Linked DNA regions of Muntiacus reevesi: region 2 is linked to region 1. Evidence: chromatin contacts called from public Hi-C data. All regions are on one chromosome and are shown on one strand. The core of a region is the stretch at or near the end of the contact, and the rest is flanking DNA. Distances in the headings are between cores, read along the strand shown. Region 1 holds the start of CLPB (ClpB family mitochondrial disaggregase). Region 2 holds the start of ANAPC15 (anaphase promoting complex subunit 15).

Region 1 (7,055 bases), core at 1,589-4,088:
GAAACAGTGGAAACAGTGGCAGACTTTATTTTTGGGGGCTCCAAAATCACTGCAGATGGTGACTGCAACCATGAAATTAAAAGACGCTCACTCCTTGGAAGAAAAGTTATGACCAATCTAGACAGCATATTAAAAAGCAGAGACATTACTTTGCCAAGAAAGGTCCATCTAGTCAAGGCTATGTTTTTTCCAGTAGTCATGTATGGATGTGAGAGTTGGACTATAAGGAAAGCTGAGCACTGAAGAATTGATACTTTTGAACTGTGGTGTTGGATAAGACTCTTGAGAGTCCCTTGGACTGCAAGGAGATCCAACCAATCCATCCTAAAGGAAATCAGTCCTGGGTGTTCATTGGAAGGACTGATGCTGAAGCTGAAACATCAATACTTTGGCCACCTGATGTGAAGAGCTGACTCACTGGAAAAGAGCCTGATGCTGGGAAAGATTTAAGGTGGGAGGAGAAGGGGACAACAGAGGATGAGATAGTTCGATGGCATCACCGACTCAATGGACATGCGTTTGAGTAAATTCCAGGAGTTGGTGATGGACAGGGAGGCCAGGCGTGCTGCAGTCTGTGGGGTTGCAAAGAATCGGACATGACTGAGCAACTGAACTGAACTGAACTGACTGCCTCTTTGGAGCTATCTCTCAGAGCTATCTGAGGTGCTGCCTCCCGGGCTGCAGTCCTCATTTTGTCCCAAATAAAACTTAACTCGAGGCTCTCAGGTTGTGCATCTTTTTTAGTCGACACCAGTATTCTTTTCTGGGAAATCCCATGGACAGAGGAGTTTTCAGGCTACAGTCTATGAGGTCACAAAAGAGTCAGACATGACTTAGCAACTAAACAACAACAACATGTCAAGTGCTAGGTGATATGAAGACAAAGTAGGCAGGATAATAAAGATGTGGAAAGGAAGATAGCTTATTTAAATAGAGTCATCTGGGAAGGTTTGATACTCTGAAGTAAGTGCAGGAACAGGATCTAGAACTGGTATAAAGAAGAGCCTTCTCAGTTACAGAAGATAGACCATTGCTCTTCTGCTTCCTGTAAGAATACGGGAGTAAAATCTGAGTAAAAACAGGAGGGAAGGGGGCAGGGCACAACCTTTGAAAGAATGACATAGCCCAAGGACACAACATAAACTGATTAGAATCAAATGGGCCTAAGACGGCAGACAAGTCAGTTTAGACTAGACCTGGATCCTCAGTATGTGCTCATTTTAATACATCAGCAAGGTAACTGGCACACCCAGAAGTGCCAGGACAGTTCCAAAGCCAACAGTCAAAGACCGGAAAGTGGGCAGTGGCCCAATTCCTGGAAATCTCCACCCCCACCACCCCCCACCAAAATAGGTGGAGTAATCCTCCCTCGTTGTTGTTCAGTTGCTCTGCAGCACACCAGGTTTCCCTCTCCTTCACCATCTCCCGAAGTTGCTCAAACTCATGTCCATTGAGTTGGTGATGCCATCCAGCCATCTTGTCCTCTGTCCCCCTTCTCCTCCTGCCTTCAATCTTTCCCAGCATCAGGCTCTTTTCCAATGAGTCAGCGCTTCACATCAGGTGGCCAAAGTATTGGCGTTTCAGCTCCAGCATCAATCCTTCCCTGAATATTCAGGATTTGTGTCTTTTAGGATTGACTGATTTGATCTCCTTGCAGTCCAGGGAACTCTCAAGAGTCTTCTCCAACACCACAGTTCAAAAGCATCAATTCTTCAGTGCTCAGCCTTCTTTACTGTCCAGCTCTCACATCCATACATGACTACTGGAAAAACCATAGCTTTGACAATTTGTATCTTTGTTGGCAAAGTGACGTCTCTGCCTTTTAATACGCTGTCTAGATTTAGCACAGCTTTTCTCATTAGCCTGTGAAATAACCCAGCCTATAAAAACTAACCACACTGCATTTCAAGACTACTCATACCCTCTGCGACAGTCCACACTCTAGTCTGTTCAGTGTGTTTCTCCCAAGGCTGCTCTTGATTCTGAGAAGGCTGGAGCTCTGTGGAGTGTGCTTCTCTCTAAAAAATCCACTTCTCACCTAGGAAAAAAAAGCACTTCATCTTTCACCTTCTCATGGGTTCAATCTGGAGAAATGAGGGCAGGATGGGAGTGCAAGTATCAAAAGGGTGATGGCTTGGAGTTGAAGGCTTCAGCTTTATTTATTGATTTATTGACAAATTCTTTTATTTTTGAGCCTAAATTCCCCTCCCTGTACACAGGAGTAATAGTCCTAGCCCAGCTTCCCTTATGCGGCTGCCACAAGGATGAGAAAGAGAGAACATATGAAAGCACCTTAAATATAGGGCAAGTGGGAAAGCAAGATTAGGCATCAACTTTTTAACAGAAAGGATGTCGGTGTACAAAAAACAAAAAGAGAGAGAGAAAAGAAAAGGAATTCCTATTTCAGGTGCACCAGTTACCCTAGCTATCTTTGTGAAAATCAGTCCCAGGCTAAAAAGAGATATAGCCTAAAAGAAGCACAAGTTTCATGACTGGCCTCTGCTGAAGAGTCCCGTTTAATGTACAAAACTCAGAAATTGCATCTCAAGTTTTAGCTAAACTTGGAAGAAGACTCTGGGATTCCAACCTTAACTCTAATGGCCTGGCCCCTGCTAGGTGTTTCTCTTCTTGCCACGCCCCCATGTCCAAACTCCATTTCCCAATACGCCCCAGGATCCTGTAAGTCGGCAGTCATTATGACGCAAGTTCCACAGCCTTCTGGGAAATGTAGTTTATTTCTCCCTCCGCTACGTCAAGATCTACGGTTAGGGACTACCACTCCCGTGGGGTAGTGCGTAATTCCACTCCGCGGCGTCTTCGAACGCGCCGCGGCAGCCATGTTGGAAGTGGTCAGCACAGGGGCCGGCACCAGGGGGTTATCGAAGCAGCTGTCACGATGCTGGGGTCCCTGGTGTCGAAGAGAACAGCGCCGGCGCCGCGGCTCCTTCTCCAGCTGCTTAGGTCCCCATCGCTCCGGAGCCACGAAAGTGCCACCGGCGAGAGTGTGACCACCGGGGGCCGCGGGGAGCCTCAGTGGCTGAGGGCTGCCGTCGGGGGGCGCCATGGAACGTCGCCGGCCCTACTCACCGGAGGAGGGGCAGCCACTGGAGGGCGCCAGAGAGGACGTACCGAGACCCCCTGCCTTGCAGCTGCCACGTGGGGACGCCTTCCCAGCCCCGAAGATACACTGCCTGGGCAGGACAGCTGGAATGGAGTCCTCAGCAGAGCCGGATTGGGCGTGTGGGCCCTGGCCACGGCGCTGGTGGTTCACTGTTACAGCAAGAGCCCGTCCAGCAAGGGTGATTATCGGAACAGTCTGGTTTTGTGCAAGTGAGAGGCGGGAGGAGGGTCCTGAGTCCGTGTGGTTGGAGGGTGGGAGCTGTTTATAGATTTAGACCACTAGAGCTTCAGTCCTGGTGGGACCCAGACATAATTTGGTCATAGAGCAGGCTGAGGAGCTCAGTTCCTCTGAGTTGTGTAATTTCTCAAATTATGCAACTGTTATTGTATTACAATAATAATTGCATGCGTGCCTAGTCGCTGCAGTCGTGTCCGACTCTTTGGGACCCTGTGGACAGTAGCCTGCCAGGCTTCTCTGTCCATGGGATTCTCCAGGCAAGACTACTGGAGTGGGTTGCCATGCCCTCCTCTAGGGGATCTTCCCTACTGAGGGATCAAACCTGCGTCTTCTATGTCTCCTGCATTGGCATGTGGGTTCTTTACCACTGGCGCCACCTAGGAAGCCCATAATAATAATTATTGTATTATAATAATACAGTTATTAAAGGTCAGCCTCCCTTCTTGGAGTATCATCTTATCCATCTGTACAATGGGAGCATTGGACTAAACATCTGAAATTAGCATGTGGCCTATTTCTCTACCATTCTACCTGGTTCAGTTCCTCTTTTAAGAGGTCTCCAGGAAACCTCCTGTTTGGCTTCCCATGTGGTGCAGTGGTAAAGAATCCACCTGCTAATGCAGGAGACACAAGAGATGCAAGAGACGTGGGTTTGATCCCTGGTCTGGGAAAATCCCCTGGAGTAGAGAATGGCAGCCAGCTTCTGTATTCTTGCCTGAAAAAAATTCCATGGACAGAAGAGCCTGGCAGGCTACAGTCCTTGGGGTCCATGGCCTAAGAAGGGAAGAGGAGACTTGGTTTCAGTGCCAACATTGGCTCTGCTTGCTCCTCTCTAGATTGTTTTCCCACAGGTGGAGGATGATTTCTCAGTACTCTTACAGTGCTGTTATTCTGATTCCTTTTGAAGTTCAGCAGTGTGGTTGTGTTCATCAGGGAGACTCCTAGGGTTCTGCTATGCCTAGTCTCAGGCATGAGGTGATCTTGCTATGTAGGGAATTTGGCAGGACAAGAAATGCAGGGAGCTGGCTCTCTAGAGAACCAGAGCAACCACGGGGGCTGGCTGACCCAGATTGGCATCACCCCTGGGTGCACGGAGCCGAGCAGGGACTGGGAGAGCAGGAGAGAGCTAGACTTCTAGCCTACGTGAATCCAGCTACTCAGATTCTTAGCTCTTCCTCAAAGAGAAGAGTGAGGCCTGGTGTTTCAAGATTCCATGCATCCCAAGCTCTGAGACTTTGGACCAAGAGGAGGGACGTCCTTGACATTCATTTGTTTATTCAGCAGGATGTGGCCAGCTGTTTAGGAAGAGCCTCGGCAGGGAGTAAGGTCACCTGGGGTTTTGTTTTGTTCTACCTTTAATTCCCACGTTACTTTGGACTTTTGCTGTTCCTCATGGTCCTGTTTCCTCATCTATAAAATGAGGGTGTTGAAACAGAGCTCCTAAGGGTTCTTCTAGCTTAGGCACACTATGATTCTATCACTTCCACACCCACAGAGGTATGAATACCCTCTGTGCGCCTACTTTAAAGCTTGATGTGGAACTCCTGACTTAACACAATGCCAATTAAGGGGACGGTGCGGGCCATTAGGCATGTGCATCTGGTGAGTCATCTGACAGCATGTTTTGGGGGATCAGAAGGCCAGCATGGAAAGCCTTCCTGAATGATTGGAGACCTTCCTTGAGAATGGGGAATTTGAATTTGAGTTCTGAAGGATAAGGCAAGAGATGAAAAGGAGAGTTGATACTGTGAGCTCCTTGAGAGCAGGGAGTGCGTCTTGATATTTTCAGGTTGATGCCGGTTCCTTTCCCTAATACTTTTGCATTGTCCATCATAGTCCCTGGTACTTAGCGTAGGTACTTAGTAAATGTTCCTCAAGATGGTTTGTATTCTACGCAAATGTTTCCAGGAACGAAACGCAGGTCAGCATAGTATGTATAGAGGCTAACAGTTTGTCCAGCCTGGTTGAAGGAGAGGAGGTCTTTTAAATGAGGTGAGAGCAGATGGAGTAGGGTCTGGATATCAGGCGAGGGGATTTGGAAGGTTTGAAATTCTTCTATAGGTGATGGAAAAGCTGTGGAAAATTAATGAGCAGGGAATGTCCCAAGGCCAGCAGGTTTAGACAGATGGGGAGAAGGTGTCCAAGGTCTTGCCTCAGAGTTTTTGGGGGGCTCCAGATTGGACTCTGTGGCATGTGAACCCCAGCAAAAGACACTGGGGTCTTTTTACCAAAATACATGACGTTTACCAAACCATGACCAGTCCCAACCTTTCTGACTTGCCAGTTCCCTTGTGACTTGAGAGTTGTGAGCCAGGGCCCTTAGTGCAGCATAATCAGTACTGCCCTTTAGGAGCCAGGGGACCCTGGTTTTAATCTCGGCTCATTCCTCATTCCCTCTGGGACCTTGCAGAAGCTACTTCTTTTTAAAAGAGTGAGGGGAGAGAGAATACAGCAGTATCTGAGGAAGGCTTGTTCCCCTTCCAGCTGGGGGCTGCCCAAGCATGCCGGGGTGTGTGCGGGGAAACAGCTGGGGAACCGAGGAAGACCTAGTCCTGGAGCCTAGGCCTGAAGGTGGCGTGGAGGCCTGTGCATCAGTCTGAACCACAGGACTGGTTTGCATATGTCTGATAAGGTGGATATTGTACACAGGAGGTTAGGTGAGTGAGCCAGGTAATAAACAAGTAAGTGGCAGAGTTAGGACCAGACCCAGGTCTGCTATTCCACCCTGCCCCAGTGCTTCCTGTCTTTTTCACGTGGTGACTCTCTTGGCTGGACTGAGAGCTCCCTGAGACGGGGCTGGTCTGAGTCAGTCTGGTGCCCATCACTGGAGCTCAGGACCAGCTGAGCTCAGAGTGTTGCAGCCCCTGGGAGAGAGAATGTGCCTCTGCTGTTGACAGCTTTTCCTCATGGCCACAAGGTGGTGCCAACAGCCCGCACGCTGCCCAGGCCAGGCCAAGCGTGCCATCGCTTTTCTACTAGGCCTGGTGATTCCTAAGGGATTGATTGGAATCCTCTGCTTTGGTTCTTCCTTCTTTGGATTTGGCACTGGGATGTTTGCAGGTTTTTCAGCTGTTATTTCTTTAGCATCCTTGTAAGGCTGTCAGAGCAGGGATTACTGCCTCTGCTTTATAGTCAAGGAGGTTGGCGTTGAGGGGTTAAAGGTTGCCACAGCACATGGTGAATAGTGGACAGGGTATGGTGGAGCCTGGCTCCTGGTCGAGGCTCTCTCCACTCTCGGAGGGGTCCACACCCCTGCCTGCTCTTCCTTATCCTGTCCTGCTAGGTTTGTGACGTGTAACATCAAGATTCAAAACTAGGCTGAGAAACTGAAGTTGGAAGAGAAAGTGGGGCAAGGTAGGGGGATAATTAATAATGTGTGATAGTTACATAAACCTGCAGAGCTTTATAGCTGGTGAAGGGTGAAGGCGTTCACACACTGAGTGTTTACTGTAGGCCACACGTGGTACTAACACATTCCTTGGATCACCTGTGTGGTAAGAGTTCTGAGTCTGGGCTCTGATAGAAAGATGTGGAAGACAAGTGGTTAACAGAGGCTTTCATGTGGGCAGAGGAGGACTAGCTGTCTCGTTGTATAGCTTGGCATCTTTTCACTTGTTAAAGCCCATGTATCTGAAGTGCCTTTACTTCCACTGTCTTTCTGGGCCCTCCAGGAAGCTCTGAGGGTTAGGTCCTGGTC
Region 2 (7,055 bases), core at 2,729-5,228, 300 kb after region 1:
GAGGAAATGACAAGTGTAAAAGCACTTTAGAAACCAACTATCCCTTGGAATACCTAAAAGATGGTAATTGTGATATTTTCCTCTGTCCTCTACTAGGGCCAGCCATACTCCTCAAGGACCATGGAAGTAGCTCTCACTAGCATTGAATTCACATCATTCAGCTATAAATCTTCCTGGATCCTGGAGAATTCTCTGCATAGAGTCATGGACTTATCACTTCAGCCTGCAGGCTTTGGATTTATTTCTGGCTGTTGTGAAATACCTATCCCCATCCTGCCTTCTGCTTTCAGCCCAGGCCCTGGTTTGTGTAAAACCCAACGAAGGAGCAGGTAACATCTCAGGACAGAAAGGACCAGGTTGGGGGCTTTCCTGAAAATCCAGTGGTTAAGAATCCATCTTTCAATGCAGGGGGTTCGGGTATGATCACTGATATGGGAACTAAGATCTCACAAGCCCTGCAACACAGACAAAAAAAAAAAGGAGAGAGAGAAAGTGTCTGCTCAGGGAAGTGCCTTCCAGGGACTCACACCAGAGCTGGAGACATGGTTTGGATATTATGCTAGAGAAAATGAAAGCGGGGGGATGGGGAAGGACATGCCTGGGGTCTCCAGAAGTCAGTCATAGAGCCAAGATAAATCCCAGGATGCCCGACTCTCATCCCATCCACTCTAGCTTATGGCCACCAAAGCCCTAAACCATCAGAGTCCCCCTAACATTCTTTCTCATCTCTCTCTATCCCCTAGACACCTAGTTCAGTGTAAAAATTTTCTCATTATTCTCCAAATACATCATCTGACTTTAACTCCATGCTTTTGAATATAATATGCCTTTTTGTGCATCCCCTCCTCACACTTGTCTAGCAGGTAAACTCCTATTCATCCCTCAAGGCCCATTCAAATATTTCCTTCCCTCAAACAAAATCTAAACTCATTTTATCCAGAACCCATTCATCTCTCCTTCCTCTGTGCTCTTATAACACTTTCCTTATACACTAATTTTGACTACTGTCTCCTATAATTGTCTATAACTATCTTAGTTTTCACTAGACTGTAATTTTCTCTGGAACATGGATTATTTCTACTTCATCTCTTTGTCCTCAGGATCTACCAAGGTGTCTAGAACTCATTTGGCACTCAAACAACATAGATCAAACAGTGGAACAAGTGAAGGACTATGAGGCGAATTTTTAACCTTTCAGAGTCTCTATTTATTTATTTGTCTGCACCTCGAGGTTTGCAGGATCCTGCAGTTCCCCAACCAGGGATTGACCCCTTGGCAGTTAAAGCATGGTGTTCTAAGCACTGGTCAATCAGGAAATTCCCTTAGAGTCTTAGTTTATCATCCTTGACATGAAATGAAAAAAAGTCAAACACTTGGCAAGGACAAACAGTGGATAAATGAATGTAAAGCAAATGGCACCATCATTGACTCAGTTTCCTGAGCCAAAAATAGGGTATCACATCAAATTTCCACTTCTCCTTCTCCTTTTCGCCCTCCCCCTAGCCACCATGGCTTGTTGAACCTGGCTGAGGATCTAGGTGAGAAACTGTTAGTGGGGAATTTCCATCAGACCAGAGCCATCAGGAAGGATGGAGGTAACGAGTGCCAGGCATAGGGACCTTGTAACTAAATTAAGAAGCAGAAGGAGCAACTGATGGGAACAGTGAAGGAGACATAAGGGATCAAAAAGACGGGAGAGGTCTGACTGGGTTCTGAGGATTTAGAAACCACTCAGTGTCTGCCCTCAAGGAGCTCATGGTCTGCTGAGGAAACAGAAATAATTTAATACAGAACCCCAGTACAGTGCAGCACTACCTCCTTCCTGATACCCTTTTCTTTACTTGGCTTCCAGACACTACCCAGCTTACCTGGGTTTCTGCTTATCTTTTTGGCCCTTCTCAGTCCAGTTTTCTGCTTTTCCTAGTTTCCTCAAAATTCTGAATTTGAAGGAAATGTTCTTTCATCTACACTCACTCCTTTGGTGGGCTCATCCACTCTCATGGCTTTAAACACCAATCATGTGCTGATGAATCTTAAACTGCTATTTCCAGTCTTGATCTCTTCCTCCACCTTCAGAACTATTTCCCCTCCCACTCCCTCAACATTCCTAAAGGACATCTCAAAACTCAAAATTGACTCCAGGTGTTTTCCCCCCAAACCAGCACCTCTCATGTCTTTTCCTGCTTCTGCCACTATCCCCAACTGAATTTCTCTTTATAAAATTGGGAGAGTAACTCGGTTCAAATGTAAATCAGATTGTGCGGATCCTCTGCTCATAACCCTTCAAGGGATCCTGAACATGGGGTAAAAGCCAAAGTGCTATTGTGATCTGTGAAGCTGTCCTCTCTGGCTCATATCTCTATCCTCATCTTCTCCCCTTCACGCCATAAAACACTACGCTCCAGCCATCGGAGGCTCTTTGCACTTGCTCTTGCCTTGGTGCTCTTCCTTAAATATCAGAATAGTGCCCGTTTTCTTTTTTTCTTCCGAACTTTTACTCAAAAGTCACCTTCCCAGTAAGGTTTTCCTTGGCCCTCTAAGATAAAACATCTCCTCTACCAACATTTTATTCCCACTTCTCTGATTTATTTTTTCTCCTTAGTATTTACTACAATCTTAAAACTATATATTTAGCTATCTTTTTATCTCATTAAAATGGAAGCAGCATGAGTCTCTTCATGATTTTGTTATTGTTGTTTTGTTCACTATTGTACATTCTTTACTTAGAATAGCGACAGGCATATAATAAGGTACTCAGTAGATACTGGTTGAATGAATGAAAAAAAAAAAAAGGTGGACATTTCCAAGCGGCAAATTTTACTCTTTAATGAAAAACTTTATAACCAGAACTGCTTGGAAACAATGTGAGTCCATATGCACAGTACACTAACTCTTAAATATGTTATCTCATCAAATTCTCACATCAGTCCAAGGTAGGAAGAAGCCTGGGCAGAAGAGGAAACTGAGTCCAGGCACGCAAAAGGGATTTGTTAAAAGGCACACATTTGGTCAAGGCAGTAGTGAAACGATGGATGATTGCTGGCCTTGAAATGGGCTCGTGGGTGATGGAGTTTAATGGGCACTGGGTTTGAAGGACTTCCGTTGTCAGAAGGTATTATGATCTCTGAAGGGGAAGCTGAGTCAGACAGAGGTTAGCAGAATGAAGGCATCAGCAAAGGAGTGGGAGAGATATGACAAGGCTGACCCCTAAGCGCATTTAGCCCAGACCTGGAGAGGGCAGCTCAATTCCAAGTAGCAGAATGCTGCGCCTGAGACTGAGTAAACACTCAAGCCCTTACAAAATCTGGAATGCAGACCTGGAAAGGCAATCTTGAGACCAATGAAAGGACTTCCCTAGCGGTCAGCGCTTCCAACGCAGAGTGCAGGTTGGATCCCTGGCCGGGGAACAAGATCCCACATTCCCTGGGGCTGCCCGTTCGCTCCCGCCCCCCCCCCCCCCAAAAAAAAAAATACCAGGGAGCCCACTGCAGGTCTGCAGAGTTTGGCTTCCCTACTTGACTCTGAGGTCTTTGAGGGCAGGGACCATGTTCCTAGATTTAGCCCCCGCTTCTAGCAGGGCCTGGAATATAGAATATAATAGGGACTCAAATATTTCCGTTGAAGGCATACATAAATGAATGTATGCACCCAAACGGGAAACTGAAGGAGAGAAAGGACAGACGGGAACGGCGAGGGGTAAAATCACCCAGCGATTCTGAGGTAGAAATAGACTAATTTTCCTGGCACGCAGCACGACAAACAGTCCTAGTCCTAACGCTGGTCGCCGCCAACTATTATTTTTCAGCAGGGATTGGCCAGCAAGTACTGCCTGGGGAGAAAGAGGCGGGGCTGCACGGGGCCGTTGGGGCGGGACCAGGCTAGAGAGACCGATTGGCTGACACTCAAGGCTGGGCCGACAGAGCTGGGCGCGCCAAATTTCCATCCAGCACGTGACCAACGTATGGAACGTCACTTCCACTCTGGCGGGGCGGGAGCGGGAAACAAAAGAAGAGCAAACACGCATGCGTTTGGTGTGTCCCTGGTTCTGGTGGGCTCTTCCGGTCAGGCAGAAAGAAGTGCTTCCGGGTCGCCGCCGGCTGCCGCCTCCCGGCGCGGTAAGTACAGAAGCTAGGCTGCGGCTCCTGTCTCCTCGTCCCTCCTTCCTTCCCTACCCCCAGAGAAACCCCATTCTCCTGATCCGCCTCCTCAGGAGCTGCCTGTTCACACTCCCCTTAACATCAAAGCGCTCCAACTCATTGGCCGCTTCCTCGAGAGTAAGCCCCACCCCGTCACTCAAGACCCGTCACTCATTGGTACCACTTCCAGTCACTCAGCATTTCTTCCAGTTAATTGGCCTTACCCAGGCCCCGCTCCTTTCGCGATTAGCGACCCTATAAGGACAAATGCCTGCCGGAATCCCGCCCCTGCCTTCTTGTTGGTCAATTCCACGATTATCATCATAATAAGCAGAGAATGGGTGGAGGCTTTACGGCGATGGGTTGGTCTTTCGGAGCTGCGTTCTATGGCCCTTCAGTACTTCCTTGGTTGTGGGTTGGGTGTTATTGATCCTGTTAAATGCGCCGGGAAGCTGCGATACACGGAAGGGCAGCAGCTAGCCCTAATTTATTTGACGGATTGGTCAAATAAATTAGGGCAAGAACAGAATTAGACATAGATTATTTTCTCTTCATCTCTTGTGCCTGGCCTGGATCTATTCCCCGCAAGCGTTCTGTGCCCAGCTTACCGTGTGACCTAGAGCCAGTCGTTGCCTTTATTGGGCCTCAGTTTTCCTGTGAGCTTTAAAGTTTTAATTCAGATTCTCTGGGACCTTCCTTGTCAGCTCCTTCAGCCGCTTAAGCGAGCTGAATTTATGTATTCTCTCACATGTTCATTTATTCAGTCTTTTCATCTACTTATTTACTCATGCCTTTAGAATGTCTTACTGAGCCGTACTTGCACGTGGTAACACCGCCCTTCCTTGCCCCCCAGTTTAGCTGTGGTTCATTATAGAGGTGTTCGAGTCCTAAATTTCTGACACTGGGTCGGTATGGGGTGGGGCAGCATGGAGGAGCAGAAAGTAGGTCTGATGTTTGGAGGGGGTAAAGGTAGTTTCAGTAGAGTCCTGCCATCTTTAATTTTGTTGAATTTTGTAATGCAAGTCTGCATTCTGGTTTCCTCTCTCTACATTTGGCTTCCATTCTCTTCCTGCCTTGAAAAGCTTACAAACAGCTTATCCATGAAGTAAATTACTAACTGTTAGAATTACGGTGAGGGTGGTATAATTGTTATTGTCCCATTTTACAGACAAGGAAACTGAGGCTCAGAGGTTAAGTGATTTTTCCAAGGTCAAACAGCTAGTAAGTGGTGGAGCCAGGACTCAAACCCAGGTCTGTCTGATTCCCACAGGGAAAGGGTGCATCTGTGCTACCGTACACTGCACCCAATCCCCAAGTCAAAATGTAAGCAAATAAAAACTGAAACACACACATCTGAGAGAGCTGGATTCACCTGACCCTTTCCCTCAGTCTAGGAGCCATGTCCACCTTGTTCCCCTCACTCTTCCCCCGTGTGACTGAGACACTGTGGTTTAATCTGGATCGACCCTGTGTGGAGGAGACAGAGCTGCAGCAGCAAGAACAGCAACATCAGGCCTGGGTGAGTGAGAACGTAGCACAGCAGTGGAGCTTCAGTCAGGCTCCCCATCCCCCTTCACTGGCCTTAACCTGGCCCTACTCTGCAGATCTGCCCTGGGGGAGGTTTTTGTCCTGAGCTGGGAGCCTAGGTTCTCATCTTTGTGTTACCCTAATTTGCTGAGGACTGTGGGACCTCTAGGCCAGATCAGAGCCCAGGCTCTTTTCCCTACAACACACGAAGTATTTTTTGACTGTTTATTGAGGACCTTGCCGATGTCATGTTCTAGGCTGGTAGTGTCACTTCATTCTCACCATAATCTTATAAGGAACCCAAAGACCAGAGAGTTTACATAGCTAGATCAAATTCATAAGTAAGTGGCAGATGACAGGAAAGAGACTGAATCTTCCTGAGAGTTGGAAGGAAGCTTCTCGTTCACACTTGGGGGTCTTCTTGGGGGCAGGGCAGATGAGTGCCATGCCTTTGACTTCCTTGCTTGGGCCCCAGCCTTGCTCTCCTCCCTGTTTGGCCACAGCTCCAGAGCATTGCAGAGAAAGACAACAACCTGGTACCTATTGGCAAGCCGGCCTCAGAGGTGAGTGGCTCTAGCAGGTGGGGCCTATGTGGGGCTCAGGTGGACTGAAGCTCTGCTCTAATTCTGAAGGTCTGACCTCTGACTCCAGAGTAGGTGTGGTCCTCAACTGGTGGAGGCCAGAAAGAGGTGAGAGAGAGGGTGGGTAGTGGGCTCAGCACTAAGGTCGTGCACCAATCAGCTAGACTCGAGTGGGACAGGATCAGGAGTGGAGCTCATTCATTGGCCCCAGAGAGAAGCTCCAAGTGGGCCAGTCCTTGAAATGGCCCAGGCAGACCTATAGAACCTCCAGGCTCTTCCCTGCCTCACCAGCACTATGACGACGAGGAAGAGGAAGATGAAGATGACGATGAGGATAGTGAAGAGGACTCAGAGGATGACGAGGACATGCAGGACATGGATGAGATGAATGACTACAATGAGTCACCTGATGATGGAGAGGTCAATGAGGTAGGCAGGGGTGTGCGGGAGGGCCCCTGTCCCTGACCTCACTGGCAGCCAGGAGTACAGAAACCCTGGATGCCGCCAGGGGCAGGATCTGGGACTGGGGCTGGCTGGGTGGCTGAGGCCCCTCCCCACCCACACCCAGCCTCCTCTTCAGGTGGACATGGAAGGCAACGAACAGGATCAGGACCAGTGGATGATCTAGGTAGACAAGAAAGGGGGTCCAAGGATGGCCCTGGACCTCCTGCAGAACCAGCTGATCACCCACCCCCATGCTCCACCCCAGTGCCTGAATGCTCATCCTCGGGCACTTCCTCAGCTGCTGCCAGGACCTGATCTTCTTGGTCCCTCCCAGGTCATCAGTATGCCCTTGAATCCCCAGGGCCTG

What was found. A called contact is a pair of places that touch in the nucleus more often than the background predicts.
Region 2: a Hi-C map of muscle shows a contact between it and region 1, with 6 times the contacts expected there. The contact joins the promoter of ANAPC15 here to the promoter of CLPB in region 1. A contact is called at or near these places in 2 of 3 Hi-C or Micro-C datasets (blood and muscle).

What each region holds. Positions count from the first base shown.
Region 1 is chr9:39,278,293-39,285,347 of mMunRee1.1, forward strand. It overlaps CLPB (ClpB family mitochondrial disaggregase), which reads left to right and starts at 2,839. Exons shown (of 16, transcript XM_065943964.1): 1 at 2,839-3,299. The coding sequence starts at 2,897.
Region 2 is chr9:39,573,666-39,580,720 of mMunRee1.1, forward strand. ANAPC15 (anaphase promoting complex subunit 15) reads left to right here and starts at 3,979. Exons shown (of 5, transcript XM_065946292.1): 1 at 3,979-4,115; 2 at 5,531-5,655; 3 at 6,167-6,226; 4 at 6,536-6,673; 5 at 6,813-7,055. The coding sequence starts at 5,536. The coding sequence ends at 6,872.